Linked DNA regions of Dromaius novaehollandiae: region 1 is linked to region 2. A link is a contact called in public Hi-C data. All regions are on one chromosome and are shown on one strand. Each heading gives the region's core, a stretch centred on a gene start, on an enhancer-like site or on the middle of the called end of the contact. The rest is flanking DNA. Distances are from core to core; before and after follow the strand shown. Region 1 holds the start of FOXI1 (forkhead box I1). Region 2 overlaps LOC112982221 (a long non-coding RNA gene).

Evidence for each region. A called contact is a pair of places that touch in the nucleus more often than the background predicts.
Region 1: a Hi-C map of liver shows a contact between it and region 2, with 9 times the contacts expected there. The contact joins the promoter of FOXI1 here to the enhancer-like site in region 2. A contact is called at or near these places in 3 of 4 Hi-C or Micro-C datasets (brain, liver and ovary).

The regions. Positions count from the first base shown.
Region 1 is chr15:5,146,225-5,150,951 of bDroNov1.hap1, forward strand. It overlaps FOXI1 (forkhead box I1), which reads right to left and starts at 2,395. Exons shown (of 2, transcript XM_026098448.2): 1 at 1,630-2,395; 2 at 1-586. The coding sequence starts at 2,203. The coding sequence ends at 33. The region is part of intron 3 of LOC135330013 (a long non-coding RNA gene); the gene reads left to right.
Region 2 is chr15:5,077,145-5,081,910 of bDroNov1.hap1, forward strand. The region is part of intron 2 of LOC112982221 (a long non-coding RNA gene); the gene reads right to left. Among named protein-coding and RNA genes, the nearest start is that of LCP2, 68 kb to the left of the region's middle. Within about 2 kb of position 1,412, at least 1 of the 2 cell types and tissues checked has open chromatin away from gene starts, as enhancers often do.

The DNA.
Region 1 (4,727 bases), core at 1,145-3,644, 70 kb after region 2:
CCATACTTTACTGTCTTGCAATCCTTTTTTATTTAAACCTCTGTCCCCTCCCTAGGATACAAGGTGTTATTTGTACTGATACTGCTGTAAAAATGGGTGTTAAACTGATTGAGCACTGAGTTGCTATAACCAAGATGGCTGGAAGGCATAGAATTGGACCACTCTCCCACACCATGGCTGGGGATATTAGAGAGTGGGGAATAAGAATTAAAGCCTACCATATTCTGTCCCATTTTGTCAATGGGTTCAGTGTTGAGTCCCAAAGGCACTGATCGGCTCACTGAATTGGAGCCGTTAACATATGCAGTCATACTGGAGAGGAAGTTACTGAGGCAGGGACTACTGGAAGATGGAGATGGAGATCGTTTCTCAGGTGAATTGTCAGTCCCAGGTGATGAGTTTTCCAAGATATCCTGATGCTCTATATCTTTGGGGCTGCCAGTCAGGGCACTATCCTCTGATTTCTCAGATGCAAGAGAGGCAGCACTGGTCCCAGTGTCAGATTTTCTTTTCCTCTTCCTGCGAAAGTTTCCATTGTCAAACATCTTCTCACAGTTTGGGTCTAGAGTCCAGTAATTTCCTTTTCCTGTTGAAGGAGATGAAACACATTTTTAGTATAAAGATATGCACACAGACAGCAAAGAGCAGTTTTCTAGGACTTTTCAATATGTTTCTACCGCTTCTTCAGAGAAACATAGCAATTGCAAGAGCAAAAGGTTACGCATTTTTTAATTGCACAAAAGCAAAAGTCTGTTGAATTCAGAGAAGCGTGTGAAGTGTTGGGCTGAATCTCATAGTTCCAACACAGCACACAGCCAAAACTTCAAGTGGAGCCATAGGGAATTTGGTGGGTTGTGGGTTTTTTTGTTGTTGTTATTTGTTTGTTTGCTTTTTGGTGTTTTTTTTTTTTTCAGTAAAAGTTTTCAGCATATAGCTGGTCGTCTGAATTTACAGCACAGAGTGATCAAACCATATTCTGGGCTGCTCCTCTTCATTCAGTGGGGTAGGAGAGGCCACTAATGAGACAGAACCAGATTCCTGGCCCTCTGTGGCAGAGTAATTGAACTATTTTTAAATGTTCTTAATATTTCTTAAGAGCTATTGATAGAAAACAATAAATAAAGGAACAATTTGACAGCAAACTGGCTAAGCGGTTGGAAACAGAAGAGCTGTGATTCCAAGCAAAACACTATTTGAAACAAAACAAAAGCATACTGTTAATGAGAATAGTTGTTGAATCCCTAAAGCTGCTGAATTTCATAGACATGTCTGAATTTGTCTTACCCTCTTTCCATTAATTCCAAGTTATGTTAGACATAAGTCATATGCATTACACCAAAAGAGTTTTGAGTGGGTCTTGCTCAGTTAGGCTGATCCTGTGCTTACTGTGTGCTCAGCACATTGATCAGTTCTCAGGAAGACCTAGGGCAGTAAAGAATCCCCTTCCCTGCAGAGATTTATTAGCAACATTGATTCAGATCTCAAGTATGCATGGGTGCCTTCCAGCACAGCATTATGAAAATAGAGGAGCTACTACGGATATGCCCCAAATCTGGCCTATTTTGTCTCTTTACAGTATATTAGGCATTTTAAAATTAATCAAGTTTAAAAGGAGGAGAAAAGCTATACCTGGATCATCTTCATCTCGAGGCACCTTCTTGAAACAATCATTGAGAGACAAGTTGTGTCGTATGGAGTTCTGCCAGCCAGCTTTGCTTTTGTTATAAAACGGGAAGTTGTCGGCCACATACTGGTAGATCTGACTGAGAGTCAACCTTTTTTCCGGCGCTCCATGGATAGCCATGGCAATTAGTGCAGAGTAGGAGTAAGGTGGTCTAACCAACTTCATCAGCTCCTCCTGGGATGGGAGAGGAAGCCAGCCAAGGTCAGTTCCTCCCAAGCCATGCATGTTCGGCAAAAGCTGCCTTTGCATCCCATAAGACTGAGGAATGAAAGGACTGGCATTGGATCCTGGGAGGTATGGTGGTGGGGTAATGGAAGGTCCATTTAGCCAGAGGTAAGGATTGGGAGTGGCGTTGTAGTCCGTCGTCTCAAAGGTGGTAGGTCGTTGTGGGCTTGGGATATTCTGTGGATGGAAAAAGTTCTCATAGTAGATATTCATCTCCGGAGGTTCTTGACCAATATTTGGAAATTGTGGGCTGCAGCGTGGTGGAGAGTGCGTTTGTGGATCAAAGGAGCTCATGCTCTAAAACAAGCAGCTGACTGAGTTACAACACACCTGTGCTAGTTCTCCTTCCTGAGACAGGTGCATCACCTGTGCCCTTCCCCACGTACTTATGCACCTGTAAATGTTTCGGCTTGTGCTGCAGGCTCCACCCCAAAGCCCTGAGTGGCTGCAGATGAGGACGATATCCTTTTTGGAATGCTGGCAGCCCCAGCGAGTCATAGATGTCACATCAACCAAACGTGAAAGTTACAACTGTTTATCTTTTTAAATGAATGAAGGAATTTTCCACTAATGTAATGCACATAAAGAAAGCCTAAGGTGCCTTGAAGTTAAAAGCCCTCATCGCAGATCCTCCTCTTTCTACCTTTTCTACCTTTCTTTTTAAAGAAAAGTAGTTATACAGTGCTGCTAGTAACACCTCAGAATGCAAAAGCTATTGTCATTCTTCAATGAAACAGTAGGCATACATATACTTTTTTTTAAAAGGTCAGATCTCCTTTTCCTTCTGTAATTTTAATTGCAGACTTGCTTGTACTTCCCCCTAGGCAATCATAGTACTGGAGCCAAATACTCACGTGAGTAACCGGTTGCAGAAATCTTACTGATTTAAATGGAATTACTCAGTAAAGTAAGGATTAATCTTGTGGGAAAAAATTTTCAAGCTTAATTATCAAACCTTTCATTAGAGTTGTAAATAGGTAAACTGAGATGGGGAATCATTATTTGTTGCTTCCTCTTTGCTGCAGGATTGGTGCAGAGAGGTCATAAAACCCCTTAGCAGAATTTCCAGGCAGAAAAGGGACACTTTTCAGCATAGCTCTTGTTTCAGCTGAATTCCAAGAACTTCATTTATAGCTATACAAACAAAAGTTGATTCCATAATAATAAGCAACAAGCAAAAACCTCTAGCCCTTTCATGACTTGGAAAAATAGTTATCATTGCCTTGACTGGCACCCTATACTTACAAAGGAGAAAAAAAAAAAGCTGCATCCTCACCAATGCATATGTCAGAATGAGGATGGCTCTTAGACCATGCAACTGCGTAGGAGACTGTACAGTAATTAAACGCATAGTTACAGTTCTCCTCAGACAAAAGCAGTGACATTTGCATACATATATTTGGAACTAGACTCGGCTTTAGTAATCTATGCAATTAAAGAAAATATTTAAGTCCTAGTGTGACAAGAAGGCCTTTAAGATGGCACTACTCCCATGATTTCTGCATAAGCTTAAATTTCGACCTGCATATTTGAATTCCTGGCTGTCCCAAAGAATTTTTTGCTTTGTCACACATTCATGAAGTCACTGAATTGTCTGTGCTGCAGCATCACCACCAAGATTTATCTCCTCCCCAAGTATTGGAGTGATTCACCAACATAACGTTTGTATTGTTTGTTGCTTTGATAGATATCAAAAAATGTCACTAGCATTACAACTGAAACACAAGAGTACTGAATGACAAAGCTAGCCAGTTTGCCAGCTCAGAAATGTCTCTCTGAAGCTGTTATTTAATAAATACGTGCTTTCACTTCACATAAACTCATTTGCAGCACAAGAAAAAAAATATATAGATATATTTTCAAGGTGCATTTGTAATCCTGTAAATATTAATGTTACAAATATTGCTAATAAACACCAGTAGTTACAGAAGAATCAGTAGGACAAAATGTTTAGGAAATGCTCCAAAGAGTAAAAACCAGAGTCATTTTTAGAATGCACCAACACCCAGAATATTGCGTGATAAGAAAACATGACAAATTTATGATCCTCTGAACAAATTACATTATTGCTGGAAAAAAAACAAGAAAAAACTTGCTAATTTATTAAAACTTGCTCAAGGTTTGTTTATTCCAAGAAGTAAAAATTCAGCTCACTGCAGCAGGGACTTTGATGAGTGGCATCTCAATACTTACTCCCTGCAGTGCTCTGCTTGCTTATTTACAGTTAAAACACTGTAATGGGTGCTGGGTAAATGCATGCTTTAAAAATATCCTTTACCTCCAAGGAGAAAAAATATCACTTCTGCAACCAGACATTGAAGGAGGTTGTAAGCTTTATGAAGTTTTGACACAGTACATTTCAGCAAGGTCAGCCCCTAACTGTGGTCTGCCACTGCCTGAGAACGGCCAAGTCACTACCAGACCTACCTTGATGTGACATTTTAACAAAGTATCACACAGAACTAGCAAAGAGAGCACTGGGGTGAAGAAGGGCAAGTACTGCTCTTGGAGCAATGAAATATGAAGGCAGCTGTAGTCTTCTGCCTATGTGTCTCTGAAAGAAAGTGCAAAGGTCTGATCCCTCCCTGGCATGTGCATGCTGGCACAGTTTCTAACATAGACACAATCTGATCAGCAGCATTTTTCTTCCAACTGACTGTGCCTGATCTACTCAGATAGGAGTATAAACAACGCCAGTAAAAATGGTACCTTGTCAGTACTGTGGGCACGCCTTACTGCCTGAGAATCAGTGCAGTACCTTTTCTAGCACAGCACTTCAGGTACAGATGCTGCTTATGCAGGCAAAATACAGCAAAGG
Region 2 (4,766 bases), core at 162-2,661:
CACGGGCACTGAATCCCACTTATATTAACACAGCTGAGGTTTGAAATGAACCTCTAGAGACAGGCAGCAAGTATTCTAAAACTAGACAGACAAAAGGAAACCTTTGCTCTAGTCATGGCAGTAGGAGTTCTGCCAAACTTTCTGCCATTAGAAATCACACGCAGCATGTTTTACATCTGCCTCTAGCTGCTATCATTCATCTTCTCTAGGAATCCCCTGGAATGGCACAGACACTCTGGAGCAGAAAGAGAGAAAACAGATGGCTAAAAAGTCTCCTCATATCCTGTCAAATCCAAGCCTTATAGTGGTGTAGGAACACACCACTGTGGCTCCTTCTTGTTACATTCCATTCTACTTGTCTCTGATGAACACACTGCCCTATAAACTGATTCCAAGAGCAATAAATGGAAAACGAGCAATTAAACAACCTCCTTCACCATATAGCATTCCCACTATTCTCCACCTAGTCTCATCTTAAGCAATTCACTTAAAAGGGACTATTACACAGGGTGCCTGTGGTAACTTTCCCCTTTTTAATATCACCTCAGTATTCCCAGTGGTATCAAAAGCAGTTTCTGTTACAGTCTCTCTCCTCTGTGCTTTTATCTTGTACGTGCTTTACAACACTTGTTCTAACCACTTACATCCTCATTTGGCCAACCTAAACACATTTAGTTCTCTTAAAAAATCATTTCAATGACACACCACAGTTGGAAGAAACTATCAGGCAGCAAGATCGCTGCAGCAGAGGACACATCTGTCACTCTGTGCCTTACTAGTATTGATAGTAGCAGGACCAAACTCTTACAGGACTGTTGGCCAGCCCAAAGTATTAGAAACATGTCTCCTCTCATCCCTGCAGATTATTTCTGTGTTCAAATCAAAATACCACAATGTTTGTAACCAAACAACCCTACCAAGCTCTACTGCCAGCCAATGACACTTTTGCACAGGATCCTCTAGATCACTGGAGGAGTTAAGGCTGAGGAATTTAGAGTCAGATTTTTGCAAGGATTTGCATGCCCAGCTCCTTTGGGGCTTCCAAAACACAGATAGAGTGAAACTCTCACACCTAATCTGCCTATTTCTGTAAGAAACAGATTTCCATTAAAATGTCTTTTTCTTTCCTGTAACTGATTAAAAAACCCCAAACCTAAACCATGTGTTATGCAACCTCAAGAGGGCAGCATGGTATTTCAAGAACACCTTACATAAAAAAGTAATAATGCCAAACCATAACAGCGGGTTGTAATGACAGTAAGGTTGCTGTGAACATTAATTAAAAAAAAAAAGGCACAAAAAAGGAGCAGTATTACTAGGTCACCTGTTTTGCTGCTATCCACATAGCCCCACTTCACTTGCGGCAGCAGATAATGCAGGTTTGCAGTTTGCATTTACATGTCCTATACACTGTAGCAGTTACATCAGCATAGCCTTCCCTGTCAGTCCTTGCTTTGGTAACCAGTACCTACTAAGAGCAACCTGTTTGAAATTTTGACAGTACTGTTTCTAGGGCAAGGAATAGCCTGGTTCTGTGATAATGAAATTCTTGCCTGCAAGTGGTAATAATTCTGTTCAGGCTTTCAAATGACACATAGAAATTTAGGATTATAGCAACACAGACTCCAACGTGATCTCATGAGTAAATGAGTGCAGTTGCCTTTTATGGCCACTGCACCATATCATCCTTTTGTAGAAGTATTATGCTCCATATTAAAAACAGATTATTTTTCCCTCTCACTATTTCTCTTGGAAGACTATTCCAGAATTTCTTTGCTCTAATGGCTAGGAACATTCTATTAATTTCCACCCCAAATTTACTCATAGCCAATTTATACCTTTTGGCTCTTGTGCCAACATTATCTGTTAGCCTCAGCTTTTATTTGTCCCTTACGTATTTGTAGACAGCGCTCAAATCCCAACTGCCTCTGTTTCACCTAATTAAATAAGTTTCCATCTTTTATCCTAGGACAATCACTCCAATTCCTTGATCATCACAGCGCTTCTCTCTACCTGTTCCCATTTGAATGTCCTTTCTTGAACACAGTTGATAGATAATAACTGTGTTCCAGATGAAGTATCCCCAGATCGCTGGTCTTAATACTTCTTCAAATCTATTGGAGATACATCATAGCACCACATGTGCCTTTTATAAAGCTGAAGGTTTAGTGACAGCAACGTTAGCATTTATTCTGAGGAAATGCATGAGGAATACTCCAGGCAGTTAGCTGGAAGAGACTAAGGTACAACCTCCGATTCTGCCATCACTGTACAGTGATGTTCGAGACAATCAAAGACTGTCTCAAGTACCCCATCTCTAAACTGATGATAATATCCACCCACGCAACTATACGGCTGATGCCACAGCAACAACAGAAATCTAACATATATCATATGCCTTAATGTCATCTTTTTCAGCTCACTAAGGTAGTCTTCTATAATTCTCACAGTGATGTGCACAATGTCAGCTAAGAGCTTTGATTAAATAAATTTACTTGAACAAAATTTATTGGCAACATGTTACTTGCTGACAGGGCAACACTGTATTCTGCCTTATTATATTGTGAGTGGAAAACACGTTAAAAACAGAGTAAACAAAGTAAAACAAACCTAAACATGTTTGTTCAGATCCTGCTGTAAATACAGCAATTTAAAGTCTGCTTTTGACAGACACTGATTCACAGAAGCAGCTGAGTAATAGCATCTGATATGGTAAGGGAGACATGAGAAATAGCTTGCATAAATCAGAAAATATTAGTTTTGGTTGGCTTGCAAAAAAATCTAGCCATAATGTTGACAGAAATGCTTTTTAAACAGCTAACTTGGCAGAAGCTCTGGAATCCACTTACCAAGAAAGGCCTGCCCTGAGCAATCTGAATCAAATTCTGGTAAGGCTGATGTTTAGAGAAAAGCTGGTTCTCACTGTAGCCATCTTTGCTGTTTTCTGTTTTTTCTGACTGTTGGATCTCTCCTTTCCTTTGTGCCTTTAAGTAGAATAGCCTTTATGATAGGATGAGAATACTGAGCTGAAAAAGATGACATTAAGGCGCAAGATATGTGTTAGATTTCTATACCATTTTGTAGGTGTGGCATCAGCTGTATAGTTTACTTTATGTATCATAATTTCACACAAGGTGGACTACCACTGTTTCTGATTCTGCTGTGAATTCTACATAGTAAAAACACTGTGCTTTCATGGAAGCTGCTGCAACATTTTCTTCATTTTTGTGTCATCAGGCAATCGCCTTGCCACACCAAGTTCCCTGTTAGGCCTCACTAAAGGGTAATATTTTCATTCCATCTAATATTATGTATATTAAATGACCATTTTAATTTTTAAATCAAACTGGAAAAAAAGAAGAAATTTCCTACAAAAATCATTTTTCATAGAATTTGACTATCAGAACATGTTTAGATCAGAATTACAGAAGATTCTTTCAACATTTAGTTAATGGATTTTAATTTTCAAATTACTCTTATTGTATTTTCGCAATAACATTATATATCACTGGTATATCACTACATAACTCATAGTAGTTCACATATTATGATATTTTCTTTTATAACTGAATATCACCATTTTCTAAAATAAAACCCCTCTCAAATTCAGGAGAGTTCCTTCTGGAATTATTCCTGAAATCAGTATGATAAATTGCATCATAAAGTCTTTTTACAGAGGAGAAATTTTTCTAACAGCACTTTTATGGCCACTCTTCTCAACTTCTTCATCTACAATGTTAGTACATTGCAAAATAAAGACTAATTTCTAACATTGATGTTATTTTCAAACCAAAGGACCTTTTTTCACACTCAATGTGTGAAAAAGATGGTCATACCAGCTAACCTCTGATATGTTAAGAATATAAAGTTGGTGGGCCCTGCAAAAACTGGAAATTTCAACACTTAAAAAGCTACATTCCTGTCCTGATAAAATACTCTTAACACGAGTGAAAAAACGCGAGCAATTTGACCGAAGTGTATTCTCAAGTCTCTGACAATTAGATCTTACAGGTATCCTCAGGAGAAATGCAGAAAGAAACAATATGACACCTACTAAAAGGCTCCTGCTCCGCAGAAGTTAAATGCATTGGAAAGGCATTATCTGTCCCTAAATGCTTTTTTTAATGGAAGATTCACACTTCAGGTGTATTTTGAAGATATAGCTGAGCTTATCTAACTTTGGGCTCCCCATCCCATGTTTTTGCTTCTCCTTTGCATCTTGCACTGGCACTCAATTGACACAACAGTGAATCGGTCTGGGGAGCTAAACTGGCAAAAAAACCAATTGAACAGGTGAGTTTTCTACAGCTTTAACTTTCTGGCCAGTCACGAGGTTAGACAAGAACTGGTGCCAATGTCAGGGAAGGATGTGGAGTGCTCAGAAGGAAGACACATTTTTTCAGCAGCAGACTGCAGTTGCATGGTCCCAGGTGCATTGCAAGACTCTTCCCTCTGCAGCTACTGCTCCCAATCATTGCCCTCTATAAACCTGACAAAAAAACCCAGCACTTAGCTCCCATTGATCTCAATGGGAATAGTGAGTACTGAGCATTTCAAATAGGTCAGTCATGGACCACAGAGATGTTGTTTGGACCTACAGAAAAACTTGCAATATGATGTATTCAAGAAATTGGGCAAAATTTCATGACATGCCACAGCATGAAGTATGAAGGAAAAGGTGGGAAGAGGTTTAAATTCACAGATTGCCAGCTTCCTTCAGTGAGCAAGTAGGATGATAAATACTAACTGAAAAAGCCATTCTGTAT